Linked DNA regions of Rattus norvegicus: region 1 is linked to region 2. The links are chromatin contacts, called in public Hi-C maps. All regions are on one chromosome and are shown on one strand. Each heading gives the region's core, a stretch centred on a gene start, on an enhancer-like site or on the middle of the called end of the contact. The rest is flanking DNA. Distances are from core to core; before and after follow the strand shown.

The links. A called contact is a pair of places that touch in the nucleus more often than the background predicts.
Region 1: a Hi-C map of liver shows a contact between it and region 2, with 4 times the contacts expected there. The contact joins the enhancer-like site here to the promoter of Cox4i1 in region 2. A contact is called at or near these places in 12 of 12 Hi-C or Micro-C datasets (the A7r5 cell line, the Rat2 cell line, Schwann cells and 7 more) and 1 of 1 datasets of contacts at active chromatin or transcription factors (oligodendrocytes).

The regions. Positions count from the first base shown.
Region 1 is chr19:65,752,631-65,758,861 of GRCr8, forward strand. No RefSeq gene overlaps it. Among named protein-coding and RNA genes, the nearest start is that of Irf8, 56 kb to the left of the region's middle. Within about 2 kb of position 3,836, at least 1 of the 93 cell types and tissues checked has an H3K27ac peak or open chromatin away from gene starts, as enhancers often do. A contact at or near this core is called in liver, where this site is marked.
Region 2 is chr19:65,626,805-65,632,917 of GRCr8, forward strand. It overlaps Cox4i1 (cytochrome c oxidase subunit 4i1), which reads left to right and starts at 3,579. Exons shown (of 5, transcript NM_017202.1): 1 at 3,579-3,666; 2 at 4,637-4,710. The coding sequence starts at 4,638. Emc8 (ER membrane protein complex subunit 8) reads right to left here and starts at 3,431. Exons shown (of 5, transcript NM_001012165.1): 1 at 3,098-3,431. The coding sequence starts at 3,319.

The DNA of each region.
Region 1 (6,231 bases), core at 2,586-5,085, 130 kb after region 2:
CAGTGAGGCTGGCTTGAGTGCAGCTGGCTCTAGCAGAACCCTGGTCTTGGGACTCCTGCCTCCAGGGAAGTGGGATCCTTGTGTGAGGGAACCCTTTTCCATGGTGCCTGTTTCCTGTCACAGGAAATGAGATGGGGCAGGCATGCTGGAGCATCTATTGGGTGCTGAGCCTGAGACCCTGACAGGAAAAGTGGCCTGACCGTTTTGGGCTCAGTCTTCCCAGTGGGAACACAGGCCAAGTGGCAGTCTCCTGGGTCATCTTGGTTCCCTCCTGCCACCAGCAGGAGCCTTTTAAATGGGGAGGGGGATGATCCCGAGAGAGTTCACTCACTTCTGTGTCTGCGAGAAAAGAGTTATTCTGCAAAAGAGTAAAACTGAAAAAAAAAAGATAAGTGTTTTAAAGAGGCGCAGGGTGGTAGAAGAATGGTGTTTACGGTGTTTCCTAAAATACCCGGGGACGGTTTGTGGGAATCTTCTCAGCCCTGTTATGAAAGGAGTCAAGGCAAGAGTTTTCAAGGTCACATGAAAAACCAAACCTGACCCCTGGGGGTGTGCCCTGCCCATTCTGGGGTGTCACAACACACAGCTCTGCGGGCTGTCCTGGGGGCACTCTGGGGACCCGCCAGCAGGAAGCCCAGGGCTTTGTTCGAAGGGCAAACTTGCTGATGTTCCCCACTGTCCCCCAGCCTCTGACTTAGAGCAGATCCTATAGGAACATTACACTTTGATTAAGAAGGAAAGACAATGCCCACCCACCACATCCCCAGTCCTCATGACTCTTTCACCTTGAGGAATAGTGAATACTGAGTGTAGGCACAGGCTGGATGAGTGAGCTCGGCAGGTCATGGGGTCATGCCGGAGCTGGTCCCCGGGACGGACTCTCTCCCGGCCTACTGGAGTGAGTCTTAGAGACCCATGTCCCTGCTCCATTGCTGATGGAGATGAGCACATCCCTCTGTCCAGCCTGCATCCCTGTGAGAGTCACGTGCTGAATACACATCCCTCTGTCCCTCTCCTTGGCCCTCTTGGAAAAGTCTCGGCGTGGATGCAGACTTTTAACCTTCTTTGGAGGGCAGGAGAGCAGGTCAGACTTGTGTGTCTGTTAAACTTGCTGGCTTGAGGCTCAAGTGTGGCTGGGGAGATGGCTTAGCTCACCAAATGCTTACCTTGTGAGCACAGGGACCCGAGTTTGCTTTCTAGAACCCATGTGAAAAGGGGGCGTGGTAAGGCATACTTATAATCTAAGTCCTGGCGAGGCAGATATAGGAGGATTCAGGGGCTTGATGGCCTGACTGGCTTGTCAGACTCAGGAGGACACCCTGTCTCCTAAGGTCCAGAAGAACATGGTTGAGTTTAACTTCTGCCTCCTATGCATACATGTGTTAACTAAATTAAGACTTGTTTCATCCTGAACTATTAGCCATGCACAGATCATTCTGCTGGCCCAGTGTCCTGCTGCACTGTTGGGGACCAAGCTGCACAGTTTCTTTTTTTTTTCTTCCTTTTTCTATCTCCTCCTTCTCCTCCTTCTCCTTCTTCTCCTTCTTCTTTTTCTTTTTTTGGTTTTTAGAGACAGAATTTCTCTGTGCAACTCTGGCTGTCCTGGAACTCTCTTTGTAGACCAAGCTTGTCTCTAACTCAGAGATCTGCCTGCCTCTGCCTCCCGAGTGCTGGGATTACAGGTGTGCGCCACCACTACCCCACGGCTGGTCACCGGGTTGCTAAGAGAGCAGTAGGCTTGGTAGAGGCTGGAGCACCAGGTCACACAGGTGCCAGCTGTCTGAGCTGGCAGCCTGGACTGCCTCTCTGAATCTTCATTATGAGGTTAGAATCTGGGCCTTCCGTGTTTGCAGGATCAATGTCATTTAACAGAATGAGAGGTGACCCCCAACTTCTAGGCTCATGCTGTGAAATGTTGTCCTGTGAAATGCTGCCCTGTGAAATGCTGCCTGTGCCTTACATGGTTTTGAGGAACCAAAGTTGGGTCCTCCCGGAGAGCAGTCCTAACCGCTGGCTGTTGACCCGGCTCCTGGCCAATGAACTCTCATGCTACTGCGTCTTATGTGATGCTAAATTCCACGTGGCCACCCTCTCAGAGTTCAGAGCTTTTTTGCAGTAGCTTCTGAAAGATTTAAGATGGTGCCATGAGCCAATGGTCAACCAAGCTCTTGGGTTCAAGCAGGTCATGTGCAGACTTCCTCGAATTGACCAGTGTGGGTGTCTGTAAGCTGGGGGATGGGCAGAAGCCAGCTGGAAAGATCCAGAAAGATGGCCTTCTGGTGAGAAGAGCTTGGTGCATGCAAGGAGCTGGAAGGCTTTGGGATAGAGCTGACGTGACTCAGTCTACCCATCCCCGTTCTCCAGCAGGAGGCCCCACTGCATACACACTCCTGACGTTGAAGTCTTTCAGTGACGTGGTAGAAACATGGTTTCCTCTGAAGGCCCACAAAGGACTGTTGTGTTCTATGTTTATATGTCACAGACTCACATGTGTGGCATGTGCCATGTAAAGTCTGGTCAGCTGCATGACTGGAGCCACACTCAGTACAGCACATCCCAGCAGGATGGGGATATGCCAATGTCATCCTCATCACAACCACCACCACCACCATCATCACCATCACCTCCGCCACCGCCACTCAAATGTTAAAGGAGAGGAGATGTTGGGGAGGACCAGTAAGTTTCCTGAGGTTAGTGTGGTTAGCAGAGTAATGCTCCCCCAACTCCTGAAGATGTCCCTACTCACAGGTGCCAGCCACAGACACGGTTAAGAGCAGAACTTGGAAGGGGAGAGTATCCTGGATCGTCCCATGGTCCATGTTCTTACAGATCCCTCACATGAAGCAGGGGGGCAGACTCAGAGAGATAGGAAAAGAGAAACACAGAGCCAGAGAAAGACTGGAGGATGCCCTGGTTGGGGCACAGGCTCCAGAAACGGGGGCAGTGGCCCTGACTTCAGGTTCTAGAGACAACTAAGTGTGCTCACAGCTGGACCTCACAGTGAGATGGGTGTGGGATTTCTGAGCCCTAGAACTGTGGGAGGACACATGTGCGTTCTCTCCAAGGGGCTGTGCTGGCGCTGAGGTAGGGACCCGATGCATTTAGAACAGAGAAGACAGAATTGTAGTGTGAACCGTCCCTCCTCTGCTTCAGACCTGGTCCCACTCCTGAGCAGGGCTGGACTCCCTGAGACACTGAGTTTGAGCATCCCCAGGGATAAGTCATGTCCAGGCACACCCTGTGGCTGAGTCCCCAAGTCCTTGGCCAACCCTTTGCTGAGCCATTCCCAAGCCATTGCTCAAACCAGAGAAGGCTGTGTGGGACTCGCAGCTTGGTGGGCTTTTGAGTTTGGAAGTGGGAGGCTTTAGAAGAAGGTTGTCTTGTCCCCACAGGAGCAGATGAAGCCATCACACGGATCTGCCTGAGTGGCTCGGAACGGGCGAGGAACATCCCGTCTCATGTGTCAGATAGGAGGACCTTTGGCTCGCCGGGCGGTCAGGCTGACACTTCCCAAGGGAGAGATGAGGGCGGACTGACACAGTCCTGCAGGAGGATCTCATTTAAGCAGTGGCCTGGGTGCTGATGTGAGCCCCGAGTGGGTTGGTCTCCTCGGCTGGCTGCATCCGTGCCCCCTGTGACCTTGAGAGACCCCCTAAGGAGTTGGGAACACTGGGGATCAGAACCCACCCACAGAGGATGAATCTGAGGGAGAGGAAGTGGGCTGAGGGCAACTTCTCTAAAATATTAAAAGCCTGTGGCCGCCAGAGGCCGGCGGCGAGGCCTGGGTTCCAGCAGCAGGTCCTGACCGTTGAGCCCCCGGCATAGCCCTGAAGTTGAGCAATAGGGATCTGCCCTGGTGGTGTTCTCACTGCCTGGCCTGCTGTGCTTGGCACATGCAGAGAGGTGGTGGGTCGTGCGGCTGTGTGGGGCAGGGAGGCACATGTGGCCCTGTGTTGGGAGAGACGGTGGTGGTAAGGGGATAACGGTCATTGACCAGTCAGTACTTACGGCACACTGGGCTCTATTCTGAGCACCAGACGGCATGAGAGCCTCGTTCCTGAGTTCGTTCTGTCTCGGTGTTCAGAGGCAGAACCTGTAGTTAAGAGAGACAGAGCCAGTTGTCTGAGGTCACACAGCACCTGAGAAAGATGGTGGATGTAGGGACAGCCCGAGTGCCCTGAGCAGCATTGCCAGAAGAGTGTCCATATTCCTGCCCACCCATGCTGCTCTCCTCCACCTTTGACCCACTGGGGCTCCTGACCCTTCTGGCCAGTGTCCTTCCTGGGCCTCCCAGGGTCTTGACCTTTAGACTGAGTGGATGAGGTAGGAGACAGGATACAGTGAAGAGCAGAGAGGAAGCCACCACATGCTGTCCTGTCTGCTCCTTGCAGCCATACCCTGCAGAGGCAGCGCTCCAGGGTGGCTGCCCCACTGAGGCTCTCACAAGCCAGGCCTTCTGACTCTCTGAAAGGACAAGGTCCCTGCTCTGTGGCCCCACTGGAACTGGTTCAGCAGTACCTCAGAGCTGCCTTTGTGGCACCTGTTTCAGCTTCCTGATGTAGGCTGACATGCAGTGGGGCACAGGCTGTGGGGTGGGAATGGTGCCTGTCTCCAGCACAGCACCCGTCCATCCTGAAGCTGGCCAGCCACTGCCGCATGCATACGAAATAAATTGCACACTTGACCGTGGTTCTGCATGGATGAGTGAGTGCCAGCCACAATGTTTGGGTTTTCAGATCTGTTCTGGGGTCCACTCGTAGCTACTCTCCAGCTCTGGGGTTCCTGTGACTCACTAGAGACACAAGGGCAACCCTGTACCATGGATATAGCATGACAGTCTTAGATCTTTTCCTTCCTAGGGACGCAGGGACAATCCCTGTACACATAGAAGTAGCAAGACATTCCTAGGTCTTCGAAGCTCTGGGTACTGAACCCTCGCAGAGGCCGGGTGTGCAAAGGACTGAATTCTTTCTCATTCAGGAGCCAAAACCAGGGTCACTTCAGGAAACTGAGCTCCCTGCATTCAGATGAGGCTGGATGGCCTGTGGCTTGACACCTTTTCTTTCTATTTCTCTGGAGAGGCGAGGAGCTGGCTTTCCTAGTATCCCCTGCAGAGGTCAAGTACAGACTGTCCCCACAAACACATTGCCTTGTGTCCTGGAGAGGTCGTATGGTGTATCACCATATCATAAACCACCCCCCGTAATGCCCCTGGCTTGACATCCGATTCATATCGAACCAACCCATACAGGAGGCAACCCACCACCCAAGCTTCCGGAAAGCAGCCGACTTAGAGCTTGGGGTCTTAGCTGCAGATTCAAATCTCATCTCTGTTCCTCATTGCCACAGGACTCTATCTCAGTTTCTCCACCTGTGCTGGCCTCTTGTGAGGATGAACAAGTGTTTACACTCACAGATGATCTGCCTTCACAAACACATTGTATTAGTATCATCCTGATCCCAGACAGGGAAGCTGAAACCTGGAGAAAGGAAGTAAATGTCATCGTGGCAGAGAGCGGGCAGCTCTGATGCCCTCTCCAGAGAAATTGCTCCTAGCAAGCAGGTGACTGGTGGGAGGCATGGAGGGGGGCACCGTCTGGACTTCTTATTCTAGCTCCTCAGCAACCCCACTGGAAAGAGGCAGCTCACACAGCCTGGACGGCTCTTGAGCAAAGAAATGGGAGTCTCTGTCCCAGTGTGCACCCTGGGACCTGGCTGGCTCCCCTCTCACAAGTCTCACCACTGGACAAGTCCCTTCTGGGCCAGCAGAGAGTGAACCCCAGTTGTATGGTGTTGGGGACAGGGCTCAACAACGTTCTGTTTGCACAGGAGACAGGGGCTCCCAGGGCTCCCAGTAACTCAAGTCTCTCCTGTCCTCACTTTGAAAGGCAGGAATTTTTTTTTTTTCTTAGAAAAGTCTCCCTCCAGGCCACCTCCAGGAAAAGCATCAGACACGTTGTGGCTTTGTGATGTTAATGGCTCATTCTTTCTCTGACTCATGGCTTTGAGAAACATATTTGCTCACTTCTGAGGATAAAAAAAAAATTCAAATGTAACAGGGCACCAGTCTGAAAAATTCAAATTTGGAGGTGAGCCACCTGTCCTTGACACAGGGCTATTCCTCTGCTCTCTGGGGACACGCTCAGCTCCCACATTCATGGGGACATAAAACCCTGAGGTACTATTGTCTCCAAAGTTATCTCGGAGGATAGTGGAGAAAATGTATATTTT
Region 2 (6,113 bases), core at 2,329-4,828:
CTGAGCTACTTCTAAGGCCAGCCCTGACTTTTCCTTGGAAGAGAAGCTGGCGGAGGGGGCCGCATGCTGAGGGACAGAACCCAGGGCAGATGGGTCATCTGAGCAGAATGCAGAACTGCCCGCAGCAGCAGAAACCAAGGCAGGGGAAAGACAAACGGGCTTAGAGAAACAGGGTTACGCTAATTTCCCTACCGGCCTTTTTATGGGTTTTTGCTATTAGGAGTAATTCCTTCACTGCCTACGTCAAAGGGCTTGAGGATAAATAATAGGCATAAGTACTTAAACAGATGAAAAGTACCGGAAATGCAAGGATTTTTGTCTAATGGAAAATGAGAACAGAAATCCCTTCAAAGGAGTCTCATGCCGCCCTTTGGCAGAGCACACATTAAGAAGTAGCTGGCTTGTCTTTACCACATCCAACAATCATTCCAGTGTGAGCTCCTCGGTAGTGGGAGCCACCAGGATCGGGCCTCACTGAAGGAACTGCATGGGTTCTGCCTGCGTTTGCACAGCTGCAGGCTCCAAACCCAGAGACCTCTCCTGGCCTTCGGCGTGCAAGGTTGCAAAGTAAACAGTACAAACTGAAGAGACCCAGGTGCCACAGGGCTGGTTAGACAGACAGCCCAGGGGGAGTGGTGTAAGATATTCAAGGAAGAGGGCGTGTGCAGGAGGGAACAGTATTAGGAACTCTGTGTATTGGGGAAGGTATAGAGGGTAAGGAAATATGAGCAGAGAGACAGGGAGCATTGGGTGTACTGCTCTAAGGGTCTTTGCTGCTCCCATGGGGATGGGGTCACATCCTGGAGACAGATAAGACACCAGTTCAGAGAGGTACTGTCAGACCCTAGTCCTTCAAGGGGAGCCTGCAGCCTGCCCACTGCAGAGGGTGGTTCACCTGAGACTAGATGCTGACAGGCATAAAGGGATAGACTCAACAAGAGTCTGAGAGAGACAGTCCACAGGCATTGGGATTCATCACAATGGAGCCCAGGCCAGGCCTGAGAACTATCACATTATGTGCCGGGAACTCAAGTGTTTCCACACTGTTAAAAGGACACAGTGGAGGACAGCACTGGAAGAGAGTGATCACAGCATTTGGTGCAGAGTCCCAGATAGTTGACAGTCAGACTGCCTCAAATGTGAAGGTTCCAAGGCAGTTCACATGGCCTGGGGTGCTGGGCTGGCTGGATACTTGAATGCCCCAACCATCCTAGCTTTGCTGAGCCAGAAATGTTAAGGAAGGGCGTTATATGTAGTGCTTTCTTGGGACTAGCTCTGTAGATCAGGTTGGCCTTGAACTTTTAAGAACTTAAAAGGCCACTTTGCTTGGCTCTTGTTTTACTTTTAATTTCGGATCTACAAGTGGGTATGGGCACGTGAGTGCAGTGCCCACAGAAGCCCCAACAGGGAGTCTGGAGACAGAGTTACTGGCTGTCATAGGTGCTGACCTTAGGACTGTTCTACAAGAGCAACCACTGAACCATCTCTCTAGCCCCTTTTAGCTGGTGCTTGCGTTCTTCTGTATAGAGCTTGTCGGAATGCTACAAACGAAAGTCTAACTGAGCCCCAGGCTTGACCCACCATAGTCATGCTCAGGGGAGAACCTGAGAATCCTGTCCTACTATTGAAGTCAGGGTACGGTCGGGTGGAAAGCTCCAGATGCAGCCACCTGCAACTCCCTAACAGGCAATTAAGACAGTTCCCAGAGGGCTGGAGAGATGGCTCAGAGGTTAAGAGCACTGACTGCTCTTTCCAAGGTCCTGAGTTCAATTCCCAGTAACCACATGGTGGCTCACAATCATCTGTAATGGGATCCAATGCCCTCTTCTGATGTGTCTGAGGACAGCAACAGTGTACTCATAGAAATAAAAATAAATAAATCTTAAAAAAAAGACAGTGGCCAGAAACAAGCACAGGAATCCTCAGATACTTCAGGCACTAAAAGCACACTTCTTCAGGGACTAAGTATCACCCCAAATCTTCCTCCACCTTAGAAAGAATCTTTAACCAGTAAACAAGACAATTTGCCTAAAGGCACTTGTAGTCATGCCGGAAATTTCCTTAGGTGTTTTAATGTAAATTAGTGGAAGAGCAGGGTGTGGTGGTGGTACACAGCTTTAGTCCTGGCCCTCAGGAGATGGAGGCGGGCTGAACTGTGTGAGGATTCTACAGAGTCCCAGACCAGCCAAGCCCACTAAAGTGAAACCTTGACTCCCAAAAATCAAAAGAAGAAATAAGATGTCAAGGAATGCTAGTTATGTCTGCAATCCCAGTTCCCAAGAACCTAGAGCAGGAAGTTTTGGTGGTCAGGGGCTAGTGTGAGGCTACATTCAAAGCAAGTCTGAGATTCAATGCAGCCATTTTGGGGGCGGGAGGGGGAGACAATATTAGCATTTCCTCCCGTGCCAGCTCAGGTTTTACATCCAGAGCTCATTCTGAGATGTAAATGAAGCTGTATTGAGAGTGGGTTGTTTTACATCCGGAAGCTTTTAATTCTAATACTGGCAGCAGGACAGATTTGTATCTCTGGTGCCTCAGGACAGCACCTGAGAGAGCTCCCAAGACGTAGCGCCTGGCCATAGCAATCTAGGGCTTTATAAAGGCAAACTCCACAAAGTTATAAATCTGGGTCTTGCAACTGTCTCTTGAGCAGAGGAAGCAAGATTGATTACAAAAGCAGAAATAGCAGTCGGTATTATGACTTATAATCTTGCTAAAACAGCAAGTTTTACAATAGTCTTCAGCTTCTGGGGGGGGGGGACAGGCCGACAAAATACAGTCTGTAAAACTAGAGGTTCACATGCTATAGGCATCTTCCCCACTCTGTGGTCTCACAAGCACATTAAGCTTAAACTTTAAACGTTAGCCATCCCAGGTCTCACTATGTAGACCAGGCTGGCCTCGAACTCAGGATCCGCTTGCCTCCCTATCCCGAGCGCTGCCTTTAAGAATGTACACCACACTCGGTTTCTTGGTAATTTTACGAAACTTCGAGAGCTCGCTCGTTAGGCTGCGTACTCGGGAGCAGGCGCTCCTCCTCCCTCGAAGGGCGCCTGACTTCGCCCAGCCCAGAACCCCGCCGTGGCCCCGAGCTTACTAGGGTGAGCGCCACCTCCAGCATGGGCGTCAGAGCCAGCGTGCCGTGGAAGAGCGGGATGCAGTCCACGAAGAGAGTGTGGTTGCCCGCGCCGGGAGGATGTTCCTTGCGCGGCCTCTGCCTCTCTGCCACCAGAAGCCCGTTGACGGCGCAGTGCGGGTACTTGGCGCCGTGTAGCACCATCTTGCAGTAGGCCTGGGTGGTCAGCTTCACGCCAGGCATGCTGAGCCTAGCTGGTCGCGTCGCGACCAACGCACCACAGTACGAAACACGACCCCACTGCACGCTAAGATGAGCTCCCACCACCAGCTACAGCCTCCCGCCTCAGTCCGCCCGCCGGAAAGCGTAGTCGCTAGCTAGCGTCTGCCAGAAAGCAGCGCGGCCTGCTCGGCCTTTCGCGACAGCTGCCGCACCGCGATCTGAAGCTGATGGACGTGGGCGGGGCTTCTTCGATTCCCGCGATGCTTCGCGGCACCGTCTTGCTCTTCCGGTGCGGGACCCGCTCTTCCGGTCGCGAGCACCCGGGGTGTAGAGGGCGGTCGCGGCGGTCGCCTGGGCAGCAGTGGCAGGTGACGGCCTTTGACAGCGGGTGAGGGCGGCGCGGCCATGGGCCGAGATCCTGGAGCGCCGGGGCCGGAGCGGTGCCTCCGAGGCGCCCCCGGACTCGGGACTTGAGCAGCTCCGTGACCTTGGGGCGCCCGCTTCCCGGGCGGATCTGTTGTCTTGGGTCCCCATTTGCCGTTCGGTTCCGGCCTGCCCAGCATCGGGCGTTCCCGCTCCGCCAGGCCCGAGGGACAGCGAGCTGAGTCCTGACGTCACGCTACGGTTTCTGCCGCCACGGGCGTTGTTTTTTGCGGTCTCGGGCGTTCGCTCTCGGGGAGCGAAATCAAGAGGGGTTGTGTTAAAGTGAGGCGTGGAGCTCGGGTCGCTGGGGCGGGTGACAGGGTCATCCAGGTCGCCTGCGGGCCGCAGGGACGGGAAGCGCGCCAGGGCTAGGGCTTGGGCGGCCTCCTCCGCTTGTCCTTCGCAGTCTCTGCGCAAGTCGATTTTTAAAATAAAACCAAGTCCGCAGGCGGTGCTCCCACCGCCACAGAGAGGAACAGCTCGTGGTGGCACCGTGCTATACCGAGTTCTAGCAGTTTCAGTCATTCTGGCCTTCTAGTTAATCTTTAAAAAGCTGCGTTTTCTAGTAAGTGGCCAAAGCCATGTATGTATATCACAGCCCTTGGTTTGATATCAGGAAGCTCTGTAAATGTGTACTGAGTAGAAGAACCTTATCCTGTGCTATTTCATGCCTTCTCCTCAGTAATAAAAACTGGCTTCTGGGTGCACGCCTCTGGCCTGCAATGCCAGCTCTTATGAGGTAGATATGGTAAGGTCAGCCTGTGCCTTAAAAAGCTGATGAAATCATACCAAAAAAATTTTTTTTAACGTTGGGGGAATAAGTTGCGTTTACTTCCTCAATGTTCTGTGGCAAAAAGACTTGTGCTAAAAGGTGTTTTCTCTCATTGTTAGGGATATACGTTTTTTATCTTTCAGAATGTTGGCTACCAGGGCACTTAGCCTAATTGGCAAGAGAGCCATTTCTACTTCGGTGTGCCTTCGGGCACATGGTAAGTGGGGCTTTTACTTCCTTTCCTTTTCTGTTTTCCTTCTTTGGTTTCTCATGACAGGGTTTCTCTGGGTAGCCCTAGCTGCCTTGGAGCTCAGAGACTTAACCTGCCTCTGCCTCTGCCTTTGCCTCCCGAGTTCCCTGGGATTAAAGATGTGCACCACCAGGCCTGGCTAAGGACTGTTACTTTCAAATAGGCCAACTTAATGTCATTTTGCCCCTAAGTCTAAGATCCTGTGCTAGGATTTTAACAAAGATGTCTGGTAGCTTGACCTTGCGGGGATTTTAGGGAGAGATGAGAATTTGAACAGGACGGTTGTCTGCTTGAAGGAGCATAGATAAATCCTGTTCGCCAGGATCTTGGCTTGCTTTAGTTTCCTCTCACAGTTTGTTTTCTAGTTCTCTCTTCCGTCCCTCCTTCTGCCCTTCCTTCCAGTCTCACTGTGCAGCTCTGACTGGCTTTGAACTCTCAGGGTTCCTGACTCTGCCTCCTGAATGCTATGGTTAAAGGTACAGTACCACACCGGTAAAGTTCTGTCCCTTCTGTCTGTCTCCATATCTTACTCTAATCTTTTCCACCCACAAAACTCTGACCCTCTTAAGCCCCCCTTCTGTTTCCATCCTGGAAGCAGTGGAAGCAAAGGCCGTTGGGTGGGCTTGAGTCAGAGCTGTGCGGATTGCATTGCAATCATGGCTAGCTCCTGCTGTTGTAAGGATCGGCCTTCTCAGCTGAAATATACAGACATGCAAGGTTTGGTTCTGAGCCTGGCATGTCACCACGTTATCTTGGCACTTGTGAAGCTGTTCTTCCTACCAGTGTTAGGCACTGAGACTAAGATAACGTGAGGTGGACCTTCCACAGAGCTTGCAGTATGGAGTGGGCTGGCCACGGGAAGGTAGCGTTAGCCCTAGAGGTGGACTGTGTAGCCTGGCTGGCACTTGGGAAGGCTTCTAGGAGAAGGGTTCTGCTGCCGAAGGGCTAGCAGTGTGAGGCATGAGGCTTGGGTTGTAGATGAGATGTTTGGAGAACCTTGTTCAGCATGTATTGAGTATGCAACAGCGGCCCTCCGTGTTGGTGTTAGTGCAGCCATCCTGCAGTAGTTCTAATGCTGTGTCCTGTTGTTCTCCCCCGGGGGCACCAGAGGTGCAGGCTGAGACATTAAGTGTTATTGAAGGGTTTGGGCAAGGAAAATCCCTCTTTTATTAACCAACATGAAAGACAGGCTCCATCTCCGAGCACGGGAAGCTGTGACAAGACCAATTTTCAGTTTGGCTTGGCTGTCATTTTATTAATCTGGCCAGTGGACAAGGAGCTTCAATCTCCTTGGACATCTGTGCTTACAGTATTAGGGCGCTTTGGGACTCCACTGGGGCACTGCTGTCAGTTGAGGTATTTGTGGTGTG